Regions from separate parts of the Mus musculus genome. Here all the other regions are linked to region 1. A link is a contact called in public Hi-C and HiChIP or PLAC-seq data. All regions are on one chromosome and are shown on one strand. The core of a region is the stretch at or near the end of the contact, and the rest is flanking DNA. Distances in the headings are between cores, read along the strand shown.

What was found. Hi-C and Micro-C count contacts between places; a contact is called where the count stands out from the background. HiChIP or PLAC-seq counts read pairs in DNA pulled down with a chosen protein or histone mark.
Region 2: a contact with region 1 is called in an H3K27ac HiChIP or PLAC-seq map of embryonic stem cells, with 6 read pairs. The contact joins the enhancer-like site here to the promoter of AY702102 in region 1. A contact is called at or near these places in 3 of 39 promoter capture datasets (embryonic stem cells, liver and stem cell-derived epiblast-like cells), 5 of 484 Hi-C or Micro-C datasets (embryonic stem cells, liver, morula and 2 more), 3 of 115 datasets of contacts at active chromatin or transcription factors (all in embryonic stem cells) and 1 of 9 other capture datasets (pancreatic islet).
Region 3: an H3K27ac HiChIP or PLAC-seq map of embryonic stem cells shows a contact between it and region 1, with 8 read pairs. The contact joins the enhancer-like site here to the promoter of AY702102 in region 1. A contact is called at or near these places in 3 of 39 promoter capture datasets (embryonic stem cells, frontonasal cranial neural crest and liver), 10 of 484 Hi-C or Micro-C datasets (embryonic stem cells, gonadal supporting cells, muscle stem cells and 3 more) and 5 of 115 datasets of contacts at active chromatin or transcription factors (CD8 T cells, embryonic stem cells, memory CD8 T cells and 1 more).
Region 4: a Hi-C map of adipose-derived mesenchymal stem cells shows a contact between it and region 1, with 1.9 times the contacts expected there. The contact joins the enhancer-like site here to the promoter of AY702102 in region 1. A contact is called at or near these places in 1 of 39 promoter capture datasets (embryonic stem cells), 4 of 484 Hi-C or Micro-C datasets (adipose-derived mesenchymal stem cells and embryonic stem cells), 1 of 115 datasets of contacts at active chromatin or transcription factors (embryonic stem cells) and 1 of 9 other capture datasets (embryonic stem cells).

The regions. Positions count from the first base shown.
Region 1 is chr2:169,961,381-169,964,579 of GRCm38.p6, forward strand. It overlaps AY702102 (cDNA sequence AY702102), which reads right to left and starts at 1,807. Exons shown (of 1, transcript NR_131974.1): 1 at 633-1,807. It also overlaps a transcript of Tshz2 not described here.
Region 2 is chr2:169,886,584-169,890,140 of GRCm38.p6, forward strand. Tshz2 (teashirt zinc finger family member 2) reads left to right here. Exons shown (of 2, transcript NM_080455.3): 2 at 1-1,921. Among named protein-coding and RNA genes, the nearest start is that of AY702102, 75 kb to the right of the region's middle. Within about 2 kb of position 1,493, at least 2 of the 459 cell types and tissues checked have an H3K27ac peak or open chromatin away from gene starts, as enhancers often do. A contact at or near this core is called in embryonic stem cells, where this site is marked.
Region 3 is chr2:170,041,324-170,044,499 of GRCm38.p6, forward strand. It overlaps a transcript of Tshz2 not described here. Among named protein-coding and RNA genes, the nearest start is that of A630075F10Rik, 28 kb to the right of the region's middle. Within about 2 kb of position 1,353, at least 42 of the 459 cell types and tissues checked have an H3K27ac peak or open chromatin away from gene starts, as enhancers often do. A contact at or near this core is called in embryonic stem cells and muscle stem cells, where this site is marked.
Region 4 is chr2:169,835,581-169,839,227 of GRCm38.p6, forward strand. The region is part of intron 1 of Tshz2 (teashirt zinc finger family member 2); the gene reads left to right. Among named protein-coding and RNA genes, the nearest start is that of AY702102, 130 kb to the right of the region's middle. Within about 2 kb of position 1,846, at least 24 of the 459 cell types and tissues checked have an H3K27ac peak or open chromatin away from gene starts, as enhancers often do. A contact at or near this core is called in adipose-derived mesenchymal stem cells, where this site is marked.

The DNA of each region.
Region 1 (3,199 bases), core at 557-3,056:
GGTCAGGAATAACCCACCTAGAGCCCCTTCCCACCCTCCCGCTAACATAGAAAGCCCTGGTTTTAAAAAGAAAAGCAGGGGTGGGGGTGGGGGTGGGAGAACCAAGCAGTAGTCTCAGAGGAACGGGGCTGCTCAGAGTCGCAGCCTTCTGTGCTGAGCACCTAAGCGGCATCTGATGAAGCTGCCTCGCTAGAAGTCAGAGCCTCTTGGTAACCATGACTCAGAGCCTCAGCGCGGGTGCAAAAGAATTCACCAAATGAGAGTTTGCTGGGTGCGCGCGTTTAGAAATTGGATCCCCCCCCCTTCCCGTTCCCCATTATGTTGATGATATCTTTCATCCCCAAGACTGGGGCCGAGATCCTCGCTCCTCCTCCCCTCCCTCTGTAATCCTCACCCCTCATTTCTCTCCTCTCCCCATCCCCAGCATTTCGCCACCCCTAAGGCAGTGGCAGGATTCCAAGGAGTTCATTAAAGCCTGCCACCACCCTGTTGCCCACCAGGCATTCCCAGCAGCCCCCGGGGCCATGGCGGTCTGAGAGCAAGACAGTCACTTGGAAGGGAGTGGTCGGCTCTGAGGATAGGGGGACCCACCCTCACCCCCCGCCCCTTTGCACGAATGAGAGGAGACAGCAAACAGTTAATGGTTTAATCCTTTACAGAAAAAGTCACGGCAGACTCGCGATTCTTGATGGTAATGAAGGTGTCACACATTGTCTAGAGAAAGTTGTGCCTGGCAATCTTCCCTTTTTCGGATGCCTACCCCAGTGACATTTCATCTCACATCCACCTTAATGAAATGCATAATTAACATATTCTAATTGTGCTGAGCGCTGCGATGATTTTGACAGAACTCACTTTCCATGTCTAATTTGATGCTAATTTAATCTGTTCCTCTCCCGCTGACATGACCTTTCTTGATTGAGTTTCACTGAGGAAATTTTTTGATGGATTGATTTATCAGCAGTGCGGAGACAACAAAGGCTCAGGGTGTGTGACAGAAAATAGGAAGGGACCGGCCCTCGAAGCCAGTGCGCTCTGAACTTGCTGGCTGGAATGTCCTCTTCCCAGAGACAGCTTGTCTGATCTACTGATGGAATTTGAGCAATGTGACATTTGTGGGTGGGTTTGATCTTCCGATAAAGACGGTAAATATCTTATTGTGGCTGTAGCATTTTGCACAGAAAGCCCAGGCACCATGGTCGCAGACTCTTCTGTGGATTCATCTCTTCTAGCCTTGATCCCTGGATAAAATGTAGTGTCGGGTAGATTCAACCCACAGGGAAGGTGGCAAGGCAGGAAGACAGTGTCCATCTTAAATTGTCATGAAAAAAAGGCATTTCCACTAGGGCATGGGGCACGGATTCTCTGCTTAGGCTAAAACCTGCCCTTGGATAAGAATTGTGGGTTTTCCTGCAGAGTTCCCCACACCCTAATACATCCAGTTCCAGGTCTGAGTCACGTAGGTCAGGACACAGAGTGAGAGCTGTGAATGTCCTCAATTCTCAGACTCAACTGGCCGAAGGAACATTCGTCTTCCTCAGGCTGCAGACACAAGTCAAAGCCAGACCCCGGGTTCCAGATGACTCACACAGAACAACCCGTGAGCCTGCACGCTATATAAAACTGGCTGGGTTTTTTCCAGCAGATTTTAAGCCTTGGATCTGCATGGTTAGGTCAGAGTGTCTCAGCCAGTTCCTCTGAGGTCATTTCAGGACAGGGGATTCTTTGTTGGAAAGCGGAGGAGTACCCCATTCTTCCGAGGGGGTACCCCCTCCCTCCCAGAGTCATGTCAGCTAAAACTATCTACAAGCTCTCTCTATATCTCCCTATGGCCAAAAGAACCTTCCAACTGAATACCCCTGACATCATAATGTCACATGTGACATCATAATGACACAGCCCCAGCTGGACTCCCTGCCCCTCCTCCTTCTCAATGCCCCGTGTCCCCTCACAGTCTGGCAACCCAAATCCTACCCAAGTGCTTCCCAGCACCTCTTCTGTCAGAGCACAGATGAATACAATGTATGAAGTATTGATTTATCTATGGTCGGTCTCCACTCATTAACCTATGTGCCCCATAAGATTAGGACCTTGTCAGATCTTTTCCTCTCTCTGTTTTGCTTTGCTTAATTAGGGTAAAACACATAGGATACAAAATTAGTCTTTTGGGTTGTATTTTTTGTTGTTTTTGTTTTTTTTTTTTTTTTTTTTTTTTTGAGACAGGGTTTCTCTGTGTAGTCCTGGCTGTCCTGAACTCATTCTGTAGACCAGGCTGGCCTCGAACTCAGAAATCCACCTGCCTCTGCCTCCCAAGTGCTGGGATTAAAGGTGTGCACTGCCACCACCCGGCTAAGAGTGTATGTGTGTGCCCTCAGAGACCAGAAGAGGGTGTTGGCCCTCCTGGATCTGGAGTTACAGGCAATGGTGAGATGCCCAATGTATGTACTGAGAATTTTCCTCTGGTCCTCTGCAAGAGCAGGACATCTCTTAACCACTGAGCCCAATCTTGTTTTAGCCATGTGAAGTGCACATCTACACCACATCCTCATTTCAGAACGTTTTCCTCATCCCTACAGGGAGACACACACGCAACCGACTTCTCCCCTTTGGCCCCCTGGGAACCAGTCATCTCCTCTCTGTGACTGGGAATCTGCCTGTTCAGGACACTTCATACATGCAGAGTCATGCATGTAAGTAGAGTGGCTTTGAGAGAGGATCCACCCAGCGACTCCCTGATAAGCTGAAAATGAATTTGCCACATAACTCAGTCATTCCACTCCAACGTATATATCAAGAAGAATTGAAAGCAGAAACTCTTCAAAACCTTCTTAAAGAATTTAAGCTGTAAAACTGCATACAGTAATAATCATAGGTGTACTGGTCACTGCAGCCGAATGGTACCCACCCCCTGACAACCGCAACGCAAATGTGCTGTGTCCATAAAGGGAAGTGGGGGGCTGATGTGTGCGCCCCAAAGGCAAGCCTTGCCTGTTCTTTCTGCAGTGTGTCTTCATCAGCAAGAACAATGCCAGGCACATAGTAGGTATCCTGTAAATACAGTCTGGACACATGAAAGCTATAAAAAAAAATAAAAATAAAATAAAATAAAACAAAACAAGAAAACCAAGCAAGTAGAATTGTGACTAAGGAAAGACAGCCAGAAAATGCTGGTGGTGACTGTGTTTCTTTCAGTTTATGA
Region 2 (3,557 bases), core at 243-2,742, 75 kb before region 1:
CAGGTATGGGGTTTGCTCCCAGGTGACGGTGACCACGGCCTTGTGAGGAGCTTGTTAAAAAGAGATGGGTCTGCTTAGAAGCAGAGGCGTCTCCCGAGGCCTGGCAGGACCTTAGTTTGCTGCCATAGACTTAACTTTTACAAAAGACAGGACGGGATGAGTGGCTCCTAGCCATTCCCCCAACATCCTCTAGTTTAGAGGGGAAGCAGGATACAATGTATCTAAGAGAGATGAAGCTCGTGGTTGTTCCTAGAGCTCCAGGACTCACGGTTCCTTTAGCAACCTAAGGCCCAACCTCCAAGGTCCAACTTCCCCTCATTTTAATTAACAAGGACTAGATTCCATTTTGCCATCTGCCTTCCCACAGCAATGCTTAATACTTACCGAGTGGGGAAAGGTGGCACCAGAATGAAGACGGTGGGGGGAGGGGGACTTCCTAGGGACCGTTATATACAGAGATAGCTTAATCAGTTCACGAATGGCTTAATGATATCTTTACTATCAGCCCTTGCAATGAATCCATTTGGTAGCTGACTTTTATCGACAGCGCTCCTTCCCTGTTTCCTTCCTACATTCATATCCCTATAGAAGAGCAGGGACCCTTAAGGGGGACTGTCGGGATGCACTCTTCTATGGAGCAGGGAGATAAAAATGCCTTTAGATTTTCCTTTAGGATAAACTCGGGATCAGAGTCCACCTTTACCAGATGCAAAACATCCCCGTGGGTTTATTTCACATACAGAGATGGGTAGTCGAAGGCTGTACACAGCCAAGTGAGTAGGGTCTGTCCAACAGCTTCAAGATGTTATTTTTCAAATTGGGCTGGAGGTGCACCTTGGTAGTAGAGTTCTTGCCCAGCATACACAAGGTCTTGGGTTCAAGTCCCAGTACCAAAATGAGAAAAGAAAGGAATTTGTACCATGTATCATAGAAGTCCACGCCTTGCTTTGTTACCAATGCCCAAAGTTATTTATGTCACCTCCAGGAGAAAGGACAGAGACGACCAAAGGCAAATACTTTATAGCAAATTAGTCACATGTAGGCTGCTTCCAAATCTTGAGCTTAAGCAAGGCTGGATGCCACCCAAGCTCCTTCATGGGGTTCCTCTGCTTCCTCTTCTCTCCCCTCCAGCATGGCACGCCCACGCGCTAGGGAGCCCAACACACATCCAGACTGAACTCAAGGGCCCAAACCCGAGCGAAGGGTTCTGTACTTTACAGTCCAGCACATGCCCCCACAGCGTTACGGAATTGCTCTTAGTTAATTCACGACAAGGTATGGAAAGCTTATCCTAGGAGCCCTCACCACCCACCCCCTCTTCGCAAAGCTTTTACTTTTACCCAGGAAACTTTCGGGTCAAGCTGCACAGGCACAGGCGCTAAGGGAGTTCCAGATAGAGAAATGTCCTGTGTGACGCGCTCCTAGCGCTCCTCACAGAGCTAGAGAGCGAGTGGGAAGATGGGCAGAAAGAAAGGGAAATATGTGCTTGACTCGAGACTCTTCCCTCCAGGTGGGAATCCATGCTTCTGATTTGGGTGGGGCCCCCCCAGAGGGCTACCCCTACTGTTTGCATGCCTTTATCATGATAATTAAATGTTCCGGGCAGATTCACCTCCGGGATTCCAAGCATGACTGTACATCTTACCTTATTGAATGGAAAGCTATTTTGCATCTGTTGAGCCCAATGTGAGCTCTGGGTTCTGCCACATGCTATTTATTTACCATATCACATTTTAAATTTTTATGTAATTAGCCATTATGCTCTTCTGGTCCTTAAAAAAAAAAAGGTGGACATACATAAAGAACCTAGAGACAAGAAGTATGTTTTAAATCTAATAATTGTGGGTCCAAACCCCGGCGAAGAGAACAAATAGGTGATGTTTATTTTGTGCTATAATAAAGACCAATTTTCCACCTGTTAGGTTTGTAATCATTTTTTAACTGCGAATATGTAACTAGGGAGTCGGGAGCAGGGAGCAGAAGGAAGGTCGCATTCCGTGTCAGAACTTGCAGCATACACTGTCTGTTCTAGAGAAGCAAAAGTCGGTCAATAACTTGGGGGATATACACAGAGGCTGCCTGTACATCCGGGAGACACACGGGAAAGACTGCTGGTTTTGCACCTGTCCACATTTGTACAGAATAAACACTTCTAATATATGACGGTGCTATCGTTATATCGACTATGAAAGCTCTGTCTTCGTGCAACCACGGCCATGCTGGGGTGTCTGACAGAGTTGCAGAAAATAGTTTGAAGTCATTCCATCTGATGGGAGTGGGTCGTGTAAGTAGGAGAGAGGCTGTGGGTGCTGGTTTGTTTGTATTTAGATGGAAACTATTCCGAGCTGCTTGAATGCTTCTCCCACCCCCACCCCTACCCCCTCCCCCACCCCCGTGGGTGACAGGGCGGTGTCTTGGAATTTGGCTCACCTAGGAAAGAGCATCTCCCCACTTGGAGTACTTGATTAGAGCCATGTGTATACACCCTGCCCACACTTCACAGTTTATGCATAGGATAGCTTGGCTTCATTGTTTTTTTTCCTTAATTTTATAAACATATATATAATGATGGTTTTAAATGGCTATGGAATTCTATCATCACCTGGAATTCTAATCTTAGCTGATATGGGGGAGGGTACAATGTTTGAAAAAAATGACATGGTATTTTATAAAACATATCAAGATTCAGTGGGATATTTAAGAGTCCACCATATCTACGCATTTCTAAATGGCACCAATTCCAATCTGAATTTTCTTTCCTCCCCTGTGCCCACCTCTAATCCTGGGAACACCCTACCAAATAGCAAAGTCAAATTTTCATTTAAAATTCTTTGGAAAGTATTAAACGGGCAGCCCCTCTTTTAGGACATAAGTAAGCTAAAACAATTCCCCCATGAATTCGCATATACCTTTAAAAGTCTCTTGCTCTTGACTGGAAATTAAACAGCAAGTAAATCATTGAGCCTCGAATGCATAAGGACTTCAAATTATAGTCATTACCACGTAATATAGTGTACGCGTTTAACGGCACACCTAACCTTGAGACTGCTGGCAGAAATGTATTCTAGTCCAACAAGCTGCCTGCCACTTCTGTTATGGATAGCTTGATGAAAATGTATGTCGGGGGGCGGGGGTGTGAAACACACAGAAGGCTGCCAGATAAGATAAAGGATGGACATCTAATCCAGTTGGACTTGCCCTTCACCGAACCACTGAGTCTTTCTTTGCATAGCCATGTCCCAAATTTCATGATGTGGACCTTAGCTTTATTTTAAGAAAAAAAAAATCCACTGTTCCCATGAGATTCATTTTCAACCTGGAAAGTTGTAATTCTATCGATATTAATCATGTAGATTCCATGTCAATCTAGGAGGCCCCGATCAGGCTGGAGTCGTGAAGGCCTGTGAGGGGTGCCCACTGTTTTTCTGTCCATTAAAGAAATGCCCTTCTTTCTGTATCTCCTCCCCTCCCTCTGCCCCTTCCATCCTTTAGTGAATATTGGTTCTTTTACTATGCACCACACCTAGTTAGCGATGGCAGGGCATAGGCAGGGAGCC
Region 3 (3,176 bases), core at 103-2,602, 79 kb after region 1:
GAGAGGCCCAAGCCCACGAAATCGTCCCTCTGTGGACATCCTAGCAGGAAAAGTTCGTAAGAAACGATGAAGCTTCCAGAAGCCCTGTAACCTTAGGTAGTCAATCACAGACTTTCCAGGGTGGTCTGCTCTGACAGCCAGAGTTTTCTGACCGTGATCTTAACATATGTTCAGTGGCCCACAGCTGGATCATCTTCAAACTAAACCTTACATTTTGTGTAACACACACACACACACACACACACACACACACACACACACACTGCCTCCAAGCCTTAGCTCCTTTTTTAAAAGGGGGTGGGGGAGCCTACATCCTTCTTCCTTTATTTATTGATTACAATCCGTGCGGGGGAGTGCAGGCTCAGAAGACAGCTTGTGTGATTTAGTTTTCCCCTTCTCAGGGATCTTCTCCCATCAGGGATTGAACACGTGTCCTCGGGTTTGTTGGCAAGCCCCTTTACCTGCTGAGCCATCTCATGGGCCCTCATTTCTCTTTTTAATCACTGCCCCCCTTGCTCCTTTGGAGCGGAATGAATTGCCGGTAAGGAATGTGTCTGCCAGGAGGCCCCTATCTGAGCCTAGAGACTGACAAGTCTCAGTTACCTGAAGCTTGAACTGAAGTAACACACCGGAGCGGAGGGTTGTCCTGCCGTGCACACCAGGCCTCCTGTCCTGGAATACTAATGTGCCTGTGTTGGATGTGACAAAAATCAGGAGGAGTGGGAGAGAAACTTAAAAAGTAAGGAACTTTCTAGAATGTAACCGCCACCGACCCTGCGGTGTGGAATAATTGTCAAATTGTCAAATGTGTGCATAAACACATAAATAAGATGAATTTATTTTCATTATTCATCTTCTATGCTCTTTCCCTTATTTATGTTTTAAACAACAGTTACAGTAAATGTAACATTTTTAAAGGGGGTGGGGGGCTAGAGAACCTGCCATGGACAGAGAGATGATCAAGAAGCCCTGGTGTACCCCAAATCCTGTTTCTTCTTTACAGTCAGCAAAATAAAATAAAATAAAATAAAATAAAATAAGCCTTAACTGGAGTCGCACTCCATTCCCATGTGGGTGGCAGGTGCTGGTTTATTGCGAAATGTCACAAAATCAGAATGTCACAGAGTGAGACACGAACTGGTGGGAACTGTTTTCCCAGACTGGCTACCCAATTCCTCAGAGACGCAGGGGTCCCCCTGGCTAAGCCTAATTCTGAGCACTCTTGAATCACTAGTGATGTAAATTAGCCAGGGTGACCTGTCTGGCCAACCTGGCACTCAGAGTCCCAGACCCCTATGAGGCTGGTGCCATGTCTGACCACAAAGGCTGGGAGCATGAGTCACCAGCCTCCAGGAGCGGGATCCAGAGAACCTCAGTTGCCAGCACAAGGATACTAATGCACTGAGCAGTGAAAGCGAGCAATGAAAGCCATCAGGCCCAGCTACTACTGAAGGAACAACTGGCGTTAGCTTCGGACCTAGAGAAAGCCACGGCCTGCCACACACATGCACTGCGCAGTGCAGGGAAGTCCTCTGAGCTACTGGCTCAAGGGGCAGGCACAGCCCCACATGGCTCCCATTCCTCTGCCAGTGGAGAGGAAGACTTCACAAAAACCCAACGTTTACAATCTACACCCTCCAGTTTCTCACCAAAGTCTTCTCTTTCTGAGGCTGGGCTTGACCACGTGGGTTGCATTGGCCAATCAGATGTGAGCAATTGTGTCAGCCAGGTTCCTCAGAAGGTATTTGCTCCTCTGTGGTTGCAGTTGGAGGGCGCACAGGCCAGGAGGGTGTGGGGTGGGGAGCAGACCCCAATTCTACTGTCTCTGTTGGCTATTCGTGCCACTCAAGCCTTGGGCTCCCTTTGTATACTTTGTAAACCCCTGCGTTTGTTCTTCGGGCTGTTCTAAGAGGCACTAGTTTGCTTTTCCGTTGCTGTGGCAAAATACCATGACAAAAAGCAACGCAGACCATTCCGGTAGGGAGCAGGGCACCAAGCAGTAGGCACCGTGGCAGGAACGAGAGGCTGAGAGATTACATCTTCAACCACGTGCAGAAAGAGGAGAACGGAAGTGGGACAAGGACATAAACTCTCAAAGCCCACCTCCCAGTGATGTATTTCCTCTAGCAAAGCTCATGTCCTAAAACAGTGCCACCAACTGGAGACTCTGGGTTCAAATGCATGCACCTCTACCACTGGAGAGATCTCTGGAGGTGGGGCAGGACTGATGACTCAGCGGTTAACAGCGGGGGGGGGGGGGGGGGGGGGGGGGGGGTTCTATTGCCAAGAACCGAGGTTCAATTCCCAGCATCCACACCAGGGAGTTCACAGCCGTTCCTAGGGGTCCAACGCCCCCATCTGGCCTCCATGGGCACTGCACACACGGTGCACATGCATAACACTCAGGCACGTGTGCACACATATAAAATAAGAGGACATCTAGAGGGGAGTGAAACTACACCAGAGGTTTGCAAAGGACACTTTGTAAATGCCACACTGTTACACAAGTGTCCACTGGAGACTCGGAGCTAGTCTCCCAGTGCCAGGGGACACTGTATAGATCAGATCGCAAAAACACTGCCTGAGGGAAACTCGAAGCCAGTCCCCCATTTTGCTGAGGTCAGACCCCAAGCCTCAACCTCCCTTGGGCTTCCTGGGTCCCCTGGGTAAATTCTTCTTGGCTCTTCTGGCCCGTTTCCTAGGTAGGCTGACAAAAGGGAAGAGTGGTCCTTGGTGATAGGTTCCCCTGTTGCTTGATGACTCTCATTGCATCCAACAGCTCTTTAAAAGTTCCTATATTGAAATATTTGACTTACAGAGGGGAAAGCAGATGCAAGCACACATGGAAAGTTCAAAAGAGAGACAGATGGAAAAGCAGTGGAGAGGCTTGTCACTGCTGTGGGAGGCCACCCTGCCACAGGCTTTGTCACTGCTGTGGGAGACCACCCTACCACAGTCTAACGACCAAAGCCAAGAAATCGGTGCTGACAGTCTAGCCACCAAACTTCAGAACATGTTTGAATGTTCCCACTTCTTAGTCATTTTCTTTGCTTTCCTAGGACCTAACTCAGGATTTCAGGTTAGATTTAGCGGCCACAGCTACTTGGTCCTTACCACTAAGTCTTCCCATGTTGTGCTGTATTCTGTTCTGATCGGTTAATTTAATATTTCATGTT
Region 4 (3,647 bases), core at 596-3,095, 130 kb before region 1:
AGACATTTGAGTTTGTGGCCTTTAATTGGCCGTTTTTTGAACTTACATGGTTTTCTCCAGCTGCAGGGAAGAACTTGTTTCAACGGGGCTCAAGGGATTATACATACATACACACACATACATACATGCATACATACATACATACATACATACATACATATGCATACATACATATACATACATACACATGCATATACATACATACATACACATACATATACATACACATATACATGCATGCATATACATACATACATACATACATACATGTGACTATAGAGCCCCATGTCTCAGTTTCAAAAGGCTGCCCAGATCCAGTACTTCCTCTGACCTCTGACCTCTGCTTCTGGAGTCAGGTCTCCCACTCTGGCCTAACTTCCCTCCATTGGATCCTCCCAAGATGGTTGAAAAGATAACCTGGTCTTATCTTCCTATCCAAACGTTCCTGGTTTCACCTTACCTGGGAAGTCCCTCTTGTTGCATAAGGCTTTATATTTACAGGGTCTCACCTTCTCTTCCCCACCAGAGGGCTGTGCTTACACCAATAGGACTGACATGTTAAATCAAGGGCTTTGTGTCCCTATGGGGCTGCCTAATACCGAATAACATGGATAACAAGGGGCCTCTGCCCCTTGGGTATGGACAGCACCTGTTCCCACCAGAAGATGCAGCCATAGACACTGCCAAATGACCCTTAACCAAGGACTACTACACTGAAGTTGGGGGGGGGGTCATAGCTATGACCGTGAGAAAAAGTATCCAAGTTACGGGTCCTAGCTCCATCCTGCGCACAGCCCTGATGGCTTTTGTGAGTCCCAAGTGTCCTCCTACCCCTAACCACCTCCAGGATCAAGAGAGAAGCACACGTTGTTCACGTGGACAGGACGGACGTAGGGAACGCAGTGGCAGACTAATGTCATCATATGTCTATTTAATCTTCCCCCAAACTAGTTTCTCTGCTCTTCACGGACAAAGGAAGTGGTTGGTACTCCTTTTACCCACTGACTACCTCGATGATTGGAGCATTGTAACATCTCAATGAATACCTGCTGGCTTTGATTTTATAATTATAGTCTCATTCCACCTTTGCTTCGCCATTGTGGGAGAGCAAGTTAATACCCAGAGCATCGCCTTCTCTCTAAAGGAAATTTAAGACATCATGTTAGCTAAGTGCTTTGCCAGCCTTCCTGCAAAAAGGAAAAAAAAAAAGAAAAGAAAAGGAAAAAAAAAAAGAAAAGAAAAGGAAAAAAAAAAAAAAAGGAACTAAACACAGAGCCTTCCCAGGCTGCTGCATGGTTCTCTACACTGTAGCTACATAGATACTTATCAATCATTTTAGATGCCTTTCTGATCATCATTAGTGCTTATTGAGCCTGGCATTCAGTTCAATGACATCTAAATCTGCAGAAACTTTGAAGTATGGCAATTAGTATTAAGCCCATTTTGCAGATGAGAAAGTAAGGCTCACAGAGGTGAAACACCTTAACCAAACTACCACAGCATACCAAGGAACTCTCTGAACTTTGTCTTGTTTTTTTTTTTTTTTTTTTTTCTTTCCCCATACTATCTTCACTCCAGGCTACTTAGAATGCATTAATGCAAGGATCGGAAGCCAGCTTTAGCAAGAGGAGTTGGCAAGGCTTAGCGGCTTTCTTAATGGCTTTGGGCTTAGGGTTTTGGTGTGCGATGTAACCATGTACTTTGTAATGCTCTCAGCCTTGGGTGTGTGGGGGAGCCAGGCTGCTTCGTATTTGAAGAGAAGAATCAGCCACTCCCAGTATTCACTCTGCCCTTCCCCTTGGCTAATGTGACCATGCACAGAGCTCTCAGGAGTGACTCAGATGTAGGCAGATCAAGGGACATGATGGGGAGTTCTTTGGTCTCCCCAGCCTTTTCCATGTGAATCATCATCCTCTCCTGAGCTGTTTCTGTCCTTACATAACTCCCGCTGATCCCTCAAATTAACCCACGGGCACAATCAATTGAAGTGAACAGGGAGGGCGAAGGAAGCTTAGACACCAAGGTGGAGAGCCAGGTCTGAGAGAGCCAAGCTTCCACTTCCGGTATGGGAACCAGGTCTGAGAGAGCCAAGCTTCCACTTCCGGCATGGGAACCAGGTCTGAGAGAGCCAAGCTTCCACTTCCGGTATGGGCTCACTGGCTGAAATCAGGGTCCAAACTCAGGAATCTCTGAGGGGTGGTAAATGGACAAGTCGGATGAGTGGCAAGGAGTTGTGGGTGTGGTGATGGAGCGCCCTGGAGCATCCTCTTCCCAGGTTCCAGCAGAGGGTGTTGGGGAGGGCAACCGACCCTAATCGGGTTTCGACTAGAACAGAAGCACCCAGGGGCCTCCGATTCCTAGATCTTGGCCAATCACCTGCTTCGATTGCAAACTCTAACCTAAGCTCCTCTCAAAACCAAATCTTCAGTTCTTTCTGAATTCGGGGGGGGGGGGGGGTCGGGGGGGGGCTTATCTCCAAACTCCCACCTGCATCGTTCAAGGAGGGAGACACAAGCCATGCAAAGTGATAGAGCCCTAAAAACACCCGCAGATGGCACCAGGCTGGGTGGTACCTGTAAAATACTCTGGAAATTTGAAAAGTTTCGTCCAAAACACAGGCAGGCAAACACATCAGCCTTTCTTGTATTTAATAGGTTAATAGAATAATATTTTGGATCAATTGAGACTGTGTTTGGCTAAAATTAATTTCATTCATTTGTGTTTTAAGGGGTGTGTGCGTATGTGTGTGCGTGTGTGTGATTATTGCGCCATTTGAAAGCACACCCAGCTTTGTCCAGACAGCTGCTTTGAGACTTCAAGGTCAGCCCACAGCCTACATCAGCAAAGATGTACGAAATTCTAACAGTAACCACAGCCACCCTTACTTTGTCACACCTCTTTCTCCCTGCTGCTGCATCCTGGAAGCTGGGATTACAGACATGTACCACCACACCTGGCTTAGAAGCGCTCCAAGGATGCTGGGCGAGCAGCCGAACAACTGAGCCACACCCCCCAGCCCTGGCCTTTCATTTCTTTAATCCTCAAACTCATTGGGGCCATTTGCTTTAGAGATGAGGAAGCTGAGGCTTAAACAGCTAAGCAACTCGCCGAGGGCCTCAGAGTCCGCACGTGACACATTTGGTTCTGGTTTTGCCACCATGGTAAGCGAGAGAAACCCAGAGAATCTGGCCAAAGCCCACATTGGGAGTTTGATGATTCTCTCCCTGCCTCCAAGTGTCTGTGCCCTCAGAAGCATCATTGTAGTCCACAGAGCCCCCATGTCTCGGCGGCATCCATTGTAGTCCACGGAGCCCCCATGTCTCGGCGGCATCCATTGTAGTCCACGGAGCCCCCATGTCTCGGCGGCATCCATTGTAGTCCACAGAGCCCCCATGTCTCGGCATTTGTGAACGATCCTTCATACTGCATCACAGAAGAGAAGCCAGTTCCGATCATTCGAGCTCTGCTTCGAATAGAGTGCTGGTTGTTGTCTCTACATTACGCATAGGCCAAAGGTAGAGGTTTGAGATGTGTTTGATATGCACGGGATGGATCCCAAATGTTAAGAACGCTCTCAACAGAACTCTTTCAACGTTCACATAAAGGGGTAAATCTAGGTCGGGCATGGTGGGGCCCACCTGTAATTC